Regions from separate parts of the Mus musculus genome. Here all the other regions are linked to region 1. A link is a contact called in public Hi-C and promoter capture Hi-C data. All regions are on one chromosome and are shown on one strand. The core of a region is the stretch at or near the end of the contact, and the rest is flanking DNA. Distances in the headings are between cores, read along the strand shown.

Evidence for each region. Promoter capture Hi-C pulls out the DNA fragments that hold promoters and counts their contacts. Hi-C and Micro-C count contacts between places; a contact is called where the count stands out from the background.
Region 2: a contact with region 1 is called in a promoter capture Hi-C map of liver, with 3 times the contacts expected there. The contact joins the promoter of Krr1 here to the promoter of Csrp2 in region 1. A contact is called at or near these places in 4 of 39 promoter capture datasets (the C10 cell line, liver and pre-B cells), 1 of 484 Hi-C or Micro-C datasets (B cells), 1 of 115 datasets of contacts at active chromatin or transcription factors (large pre-B cells) and 2 of 9 other capture datasets (adipose tissue and liver).
Region 3: a contact with region 1 is called in a Hi-C map of B cells, with 6 read pairs. The contact joins the promoter of Glipr1 here to the promoter of Csrp2 in region 1. A contact is called at or near these places in 1 of 39 promoter capture datasets (pre-B cells) and 1 of 484 Hi-C or Micro-C datasets (B cells).

The regions. Positions count from the first base shown.
Region 1 is chr10:110,918,874-110,921,573 of GRCm38.p6, reverse strand. It overlaps Csrp2 (cysteine and glycine-rich protein 2), which reads right to left and starts at 1,398. Exons shown (of 6, transcript NM_007792.4): 1 at 1,320-1,398.
Region 2 is chr10:111,971,442-111,974,141 of GRCm38.p6, reverse strand. It overlaps Krr1 (KRR1, small subunit (SSU) processome component, homolog (yeast)), which reads right to left and starts at 1,447. Exons shown (of 10, transcript NM_178610.4): 1 at 1,268-1,447. The coding sequence starts at 1,349.
Region 3 is chr10:111,995,958-111,998,657 of GRCm38.p6, reverse strand. Glipr1 (GLI pathogenesis-related 1 (glioma)) reads left to right here and starts at 1,394. Exons shown (of 6, transcript NM_028608.3): 1 at 1,394-1,800. The coding sequence starts at 1,627.

The DNA of each region.
Region 1 (2,700 bases), core at 149-2,648:
AAAAAAAAAAAACACCACGTTGGCTGAAATCTGTTAATAAATATCTACTGCTCCCCACAACGGGGCCTTGTCTGTTCCCGCCTTCTTTATTCAGTTAACAAGCACCGAGGTGTGCTCCAACATATTCAAGATAACTAAGCAAACAGTGTTCCAGAGACTCATGGGATGTATACGTCTATGGCAACCTGGCTATAAAAAGTGGGGTCAAACAGCCTTGAGGAGTAATGAAGGAATTATCAGTAACAATTACAAGGCAATGGCAGAGAATAGGGTCCCAAATGTCACTTGTATGCAGTGTTGAGATTGTATGAGTCTCTCTTTTGAAATCTACCGTTTAAATCTTTCTTGAAGAATCTGGGTACAAGAATCACTTCCTTTTTGGATTCTTTGGTTTTATGTAAGTAGAGATTAAGCACGCATTGAAAAAGTCAATAATTTAACTATTTTCGCTGCCCAAGTTAAAAAATTACTACACCCAGCCCCCCCCCCGCCCCGAACTGAAAAGCATTTAATAAAGTAAAAATGTATGCGACTCAAACAAAACAGGTCAAACCAAATATTTACTCAAAAAGTAATCAGGTAAACAAATAAAGTTCAAAGTCCTGGCTTCCAAGGGGGCAGAAGTTTCAAGAGCTCTCCCCTCACCTCACCCCTTACCTCACGGATGCCTATAACTATTATCTAGCTCTGAACCCATACTGTGACTTTTAGGACCTGTTGCAGAATTTCAGAACCAAGCAATGCTGTATCCTTGTTTGTACTTTAAAGGTAGAAAGCACCAGGAAAAGCTAGGAATGTTCAACTAGAATTTCACTATGGTTCCTTCTGTGCCGGGTGGGCAGAGACCACCGAACAAAGGCGATGGCCAGGAGCTCCGTTTCGCCACAGGAGAACTGGAGCTCAGAGGGTATGGAGACGCCCACCACCCCAGAGTACCCACCCAATTCCCGAGAAGGTCGTCAGGGCTGGGCAGACACACCCTTGGGGCACTGGAGCCCCGAAGCCTCTAACCCCTCCTACCCGAAGGGGAGAATCAGCCCTGGGAGGGAGCCTGGGGCTACAAAAAGAGGCATTGGCGGCCACGAGAAACTCCCAGCTCGCCTCTCTCCCAGAGAACAGGATGGAAAATTAAAGGTCACAGGGGATGATTTACCTGCCCCAAGGACATGAGGTCCCAGGGCAGGGATGGTCTGGGGGCGACAGCAGGTGTGCTAGTGGACCCCGCATTGGGGCAGAAGTGAGAGGACGGGTGGAAGCATAGTCAGGAGCAGGGGTGGAGATGACAGGGACCGCGGGGCTGCAGGCTTCCTAGGACTCACCCGAGTGGGAGGAGGGAGCACGCGGCGGGCGGAGCTAACGAGGTCTGACCGAGGAAAGCCGCGGGCGGATCCGGAGACTGGCGGGAGCGCGTGTGCCCGCTTTTAAAGACTTATGTTGGGCGTGGCCTTGTTCGCCACGCCCATCATCGGTCATGCCCCTCGGGGTGTGCGATGGTCTCCGCCCGGCCCGCTGAGCTGGGCTCCCGCTGCGGGTTTCGAGCTCTGGCCCCGAGACAAAAGACCGGAATCCCGCCTCTTCCTGCGGCTTCCCGCGCGTCCGAGTCTCCCACCGTCTCCGGCTGCTCCTACCCGCCGGTCCCGGGACGTCCGGAGCACTCAGGATCGGCCCGGAGCCAGCGAGATCCGGTGTCGCCCCGTGGGATTCCCGCCACCCTTTACTGCACAAACGCCATATGTTAGCCTCCGGGGTGCAGGACTCCCCGGTGCAGGATAGTCTCTGGTCAGAATCCCGGCTTCTGGAATCCGCAGCTTTCCTGTCGCGAAAGAGCTGCATTCCTCATCTAGACTAAACAAATGACGTTATGAAAACACCTCATTCCCCAAGTGTTTTGCTTTCCCCCACCACTCTTTGCTGAGGGGGGAAGAAACCCACAACCCACGCAGAAACCCTGGCGCCAAAAGGCTTCGGGTTTCAGTTTGCAATTGTTTGCAGTTGTCCGAAAAGTCCAGGGATGTCTCGCCGGCGAAGACAGCAGAAAGGACCTAAAATCTGGGCTTGAGGTGACATATTATTGTTCTAGACAAAAAGCAAAATAATGTCATCTCTATCTGGTTTGTATTCTAGGACATTTGGTGATCCACTTCTCTGTCATCAGTAGTGGGTTGCCCTAAGAATTAGTATTTGAAGAGTGGTGACCTCCACGCCGCAATAGGCAGCGACCAAAACTACTCCCCTCTGTCACAAATCGATCACCCCTTTCATCCAGGCGCAACATCATGCTGTTAATAGCCTAGTTCTTTGGTGGGGGTTAGGATGACTTTAACTGATAGATGCCAGTACCCTCGCGTTGCGACAATAAAAAATTTCCCGCTTACGTTGCCAAAGGCCCTGTTAGGGGGGGTAGGAGGAGGCAGAGTTGAGGAAGGCCCCTCCGGTGACAAAGTACAGGCCTGGTTTATGCCTTTTTATGTCGTATGCTGGGCCCAATCCAAAATAAGCTCGTAATTGCAGCCAGATTCTCTGTCCACCAAGGACTGTTGAAAAACAGTGCAAGTAGTGATTGACATCTCCCCCAGATTGCGGCAGGAGTTTGAAAGCATGGGTGCCTGCTGTGAGCTTTTCTAAATACCAGCAATTCTTACATTCACGATTCCGATCTGTTTGCTTTACCTCCGCAGCTTGCTGCACTTCTTACGGGAG
Region 2 (2,700 bases), core at 198-2,697, 1.1 Mb before region 1:
GGTGAAAGTCTAGCTATATAAGTACATCCAGGACCTCAAAATCAAAACACAACAACAACAAAAAAAATCACTGTAAATTTAGATCGATGAGCAATCTCAACTATTAGAGTTGTGCTGGCCCAGTTTCCCCTCCATGGTTGACTATACCCTCACGCTTTGAACGTAAACAAACCTTTCCTAAAACAGAAAAAAACCTGGCACAGCTCCTTCCGGTAGCATTAGCATAACTTGAAGATACCCTGCAATTGAGTTTCCAATCCTAAATTCCTACAGAGACCCTGAGGCATTACCAGAAGACATGCACAAAGGTGCTTACAAGAGCAAGCTGAAGGCAGAGCTCAAATGTCCGCCAACGACGGAATTTAAATATTACACAGCATCGTAAAGAATCAGAAGCTAAAGACACAGACAACATACATAGAGTACACAGCTCCATTCATTCTCCTATGATTCAAAAGGAGACAAAAATCGAAGCGTTTTGTTAAAAATCATAATAGCTGTAGATAGGTGACAGAAAGCTCGAACGAATTACTCCGGGTACCAGAAAGGAAGCTATATAGCATCTGTGATTGGCACATGGATAACTTGAGGAAGATGGTCTACTCATCCTGTCAATTCCTCAAGCGTTGGTTTGAAGCTTTTACCGGTGTCTATAGTCCCTGCCGTATTTTACGTACTTAGTTTTTAAAAGAAAAAAATTTTTCTTTTTAAATTGAAGGTAGGTAAAAACCAAACTCTCATCAAAACGGAAAGAAGCAATCAAACTAGAGCAGCCAAAAATCAAACTAGGGGTTAGAGCTAAAGACTGAGAGCTGTGTCATTTAGCAACTTAATAATCAGATAAAAGTTCTGACAAAACTTCCCATTGAGCTCCGTCCCCACCTTTCCCCGTCCGCCTCCCTCATCACCATCGGCGCTCGCAGGACACGAAGATTCTCCCACCTGATCCTGATCCGCATCCTCTCAACCTCCCCTCCCCAAAGCTCAAGGCAGAACTGCCGCGCCTTCCACAATCTCTGAGTCCTCACACTTTTACCGGGGACAGAAGGCGCATCGGGTACACTTGCCAGGGACGGTCGCTGGCAAAAACACTGCGTTAGCTGCACGTGGCCGGCGCAGCCATCAACACCCGCAACCCTCGGCTACCCCGGCTACCGCAGGCACTGCACAGCCTAAAAGAGGCTCAACCCAAGTGCGCGGCCAAAGAAAGAGACAAAGATGCTTCGAGATCCGCCAGCTCCGGGCTTCGGGTCTCGCACTGCCTCACCTTGGGTCTCACGCTTCTGTTTCTGCGGCTGAGAGTCACGTTTTTGAGCTTCTTTGGCAGGCGCCTCCGCAGAAGTTGCCATCGCAAAACTGCTTCCGGCGGCCCCGGAAGTGGAACTGTTCTTTAAGATCCCGCCGGCTACAATGTGTAAAAGGCAAAACGAGTTCCGGATAATCCCTATGAGACCTGCGTGGTCTCTGCTCTGACGAACAGGAAGCCGATGGGGCGGGGACGGGGGGGAGCGTGACACTTCCTTCCCAGGATGCATTGCAACCTCGGTGTTGCACGCTGGGAATGGTAGTTTTCTTGTATCAAGCTCTAAATTGTAGCTACTTGTATAGCCCTGTGGGAACTTCTTTTTTGAGAGGGGAAGGGAAGGAAAGGGAGAGAAAGGGAGCGAAGGAGAGGAGAGAGAAGAGAGGTGGGTGAGGGTGAGGGAGAGAAGGGAGGGGAAATTATTAAAATTCTTATTTGAGGGGGATTAGAAATCTAATGAAAATGGCGAATTGTATCAAAAATCTACCCAAACTTTGCTACCACTCTTTAGCCCATTTGAAAACCTACCATGAGTTTTGCATTTTAAATCTCTCAACTTCCAGATTGGTTTTAAAAGACTTTTCTGTTCTATTTTTATTTATTTGTTTGCTTGCTTGTTTTGTTTATTTTGGGTTTATGAATCGAGGCCACTGTGTATCCTTCACTAGCCTGGAACATGCTATGTAGACCTGGCTGGCCTCAACGTCATAGTGATCTTCCTGCTTATGACTCCAGAATCTGGGATTAAAGGTGTGTACCACCACACCGGTCTTCAGCATTCAAATGTTTGGGGTTTTTTGGTGGGGGCTGGAGGGAGCTATTACCAAAACTTTATTGTTTATTATTCTTACATCATAGCTTTAAAAGGCTTAGAATATAGTCAGTAAAAACAGCAAAAAAATATTAGCACAAAAATATATTCACTAAATTAGATGCTAAGATGTGAAGAGATGTAACCAGGGTCTGAAAACACACTAGGACCTCTCCTTCTGGACCATGCTCTCCCCAACCTCCAGGAAATATTTAATAAGCACATGGGTCAATAAGCCAGATAAAGGAAAGAGGAGTACCCGCATATGCCTAGTAAAACTGAGAACAATACTTCAGGTGCTTAGATCGGTGGTTTTCAACCTGTGGATTGTGACTCCTTAGAGGGTCAAACTACCTTTCACAGGGGTCGTCTAAGACCATCAGAACGCACATGTATATAGACATTATAATTCATAACAGTAGCAAAGTTGGACGTAATAACGAAATGATTTTGTGGTTCAGGGATCACAGAAACATGCAGAACTATACTGAAGAGTTGCAGCATTAGGAAGGTTGGTAACCACTGGATTCGACTATGTTTTGAACAAATTTTAAGGGAAATTCTCTGTATGCAAACTGATGCCTCA
Region 3 (2,700 bases), core at 145-2,644, 1.1 Mb before region 1:
AAGTGGGAATCTCGGGATTGTTTTGATTTGCATTTCTCTCATAACTAAGGATGTTGAGGCATTTCTTTAAGTGCTTTTTTGGTCATTTGAGTTTCCTGTGTTGAGAATTCTCTGTTTAGCTCTGTACCCCGTTTTTAACTGGGTTATTTGGTTTGCTGGAGTCTAACTTCTTGAGTTCTTTATAGATTTTGCATATTAGCCCTCAGAACCCTTAGTAGAGGGATAAAGACACTAACCTACCCACAAAACTTTTGGCCCAAAATTTGTCCTGTCTAAAGAAATGCAGGAACAAAGATGGAGCAGAGACTGAAAGAATGACCAACCAATAATCAACCCAACTTGAAACCCAGCCCATTGGCAAGAACCAATCCCTAACATTATTAATGGTACTCTGTTATGGTTGTAGAAAGGAGCCTAGTATAACTGTCCTGTGAGAGGCTCCACCCAGCAGCTGACTAAAACAGATGCAGATATCTACAGCCAAGCATTGGAAAGAGGTAGGGGACTTTTTTGGAAGAGTTGATGAAAGATTGAAGAGGATGGAATCCCCACAGGAGGGCCAACAAAGTCAACTAACCTGGACCTCTGGGAGCTCTCAGAGACTGAACCACCAACCAAAGAACATATACTGGCAAGACCAAGGGGTGGGGGGGGGTGTCAGCCATTTTTTGAAATGGTGACCTCAGACAAAGGCACACAGGCCTTCTTATAGGGAACCAGGGGAACACTCCAAAAGGATTAGGTAATCTAAATTTTCATTGCTGGGTGCTAGGGAGTCCCAGGTGGTCAGCAGTCTGCATTCCTGTGTCATGAATGTTTAACCATAGGATAAGATAGGGCTGCCCAGCCCAGACAGCCCATTCTGAGATAAGATATTTCCCCATTTTTGTGATTGTCCCCAGGCTGTTCTTTGGGAGGTGGTTTTATGTCCTTGTTTCTGGATTTTATGGTCTGTTCCTGGAGCTGGTGCCTTATGGCTTTCTTTTCAAAATCAGGCCTGGCCCTTAAATGGACACAAGTGGGGTTTATGTTGTCCTTTCAAAATAGAAAAGGTAAAAAAGAAAGGAAAAAAATTCTCAGTGCAATTACAGTGAAGAGTCTCATTTTCTCTGAAACCATAAAATACAAACCATGTTGCTTTGCACACCTTGTTTGGTTTTATAAATCTGGACAAGAAAAACAATTCTCTACTCAACTCTCATTAAAGTAACCTTTGTTATTTGTTTGCCAGAGAGAGAGAGAGAGAGAGAGAGAGAGAGAGAGAGAGAGAGAGAGAGAGAGAGAGAGAGAGAGAGAGAGAAAGAGAAAGAAAAGAAAAGAGAAGAAAAAAAAAAAAAACCCATGAGCTGCAAGCCATATATGGAGAAGTCCGGTGTAAGTTTCGTGACGTCATGTTCTGCTCTCAGGCTCCTCAAGCTGAAGTAGGCTGTGCTTTGTAAAGCTGGTCATAAAAAAAAAACCCAGCATGCTGAAGATGGAGCTCAGAGGCAGAGCACTTGTCTAGCATAAACAACCCTGGGTTAATCCGAGCTCCAACAGGGAAACAGTCTGCAGACTGAGAGAACCGAGCATTCTATCAGAACCCCGCAGCTCTGGATTCTAGGTCCAGCAGCAACCAGAGAGACCATGCAGGTCATCCTTGCTGTGATAGTCTGGATGGCTTCGTCTGTGTCTAGTTCTTCATTTACAGCAAGCACTTTGCCAGATATAACAAACGAGGACTTCATTAAAGAATGTGTTCAAGTTCACAACCAGCTTCGGTCAAAAGTGAGTCCACCAGCCCGGAATATGCTGTACATGGTGAGTTCACTAGCAAGGGCTTGTCGCCCATGTCAATCAGAAGCAGCTTGCCTGCATTAATTTGGGTGTGACTTCTGGGTAACCCTGAGTGGTTTTCTTATTTGCTTTCTTTTTTTTCCTTGTAATGAATGTGTGCAGTAAACTCAGCTTGCAATCAGAGTCGACCGTTACCTTCCCCGACTGTCTTGAGCAATACCACTGGCATGATTCAGTTCTTTCTGCACACTTCCTTTCCGCAGCCATGAGCAACAGACTTCTTTGTTGTCATGGTTTTTCCTGTTAATATTTGTGAGGTTTCTTTTTTGTGTCTTAAGGGTTCTTTTTTTTTTCATTATATATGCTGTGTAAAATAATGGTCTTTCATTATGATAATTCAGTGTGCTTAGGCTACACTCATTCCGTTGGCCTCTTGGCCCTCTTCCTCTGATCGCTTTCCCCTGCTACGTTTCTGTGGTCTTCGGTTGTTTTCCTCTACACTTCACATATAAGAGGTCATGATGCTTTTCCGCCTGCGTCTGCTTTATGCTACTTAGTGTGATGATCTCCAATCCCATCTGTTTCCCTGCAAATGTCATAATTTTGTTCTTGGCGACTCAACAATACCATTCAGTTTGTCTATATAGACATATCTGTACACAAGCTATTTTCCTTACTCTTTCATCTTTTGGGGAACCACTGGGTGTAATCCATAGCTTGGAGGTTGTGAGTAGTGCCACAAAAAAAAAAAAAAAAAAAAAAAAAACATGGATATGCAAATACTCAAGACGTGCTGACTTCCATCCCTGTAGAGACAAGCCCAAACATGCCGTAGCTGAATCACACGCTAGTCTTATGTTTATAGTTTGTGGTGATACTGATTTCCATAGTGGCTGAGCTAATTTACAGACCTATCAGCAGCAT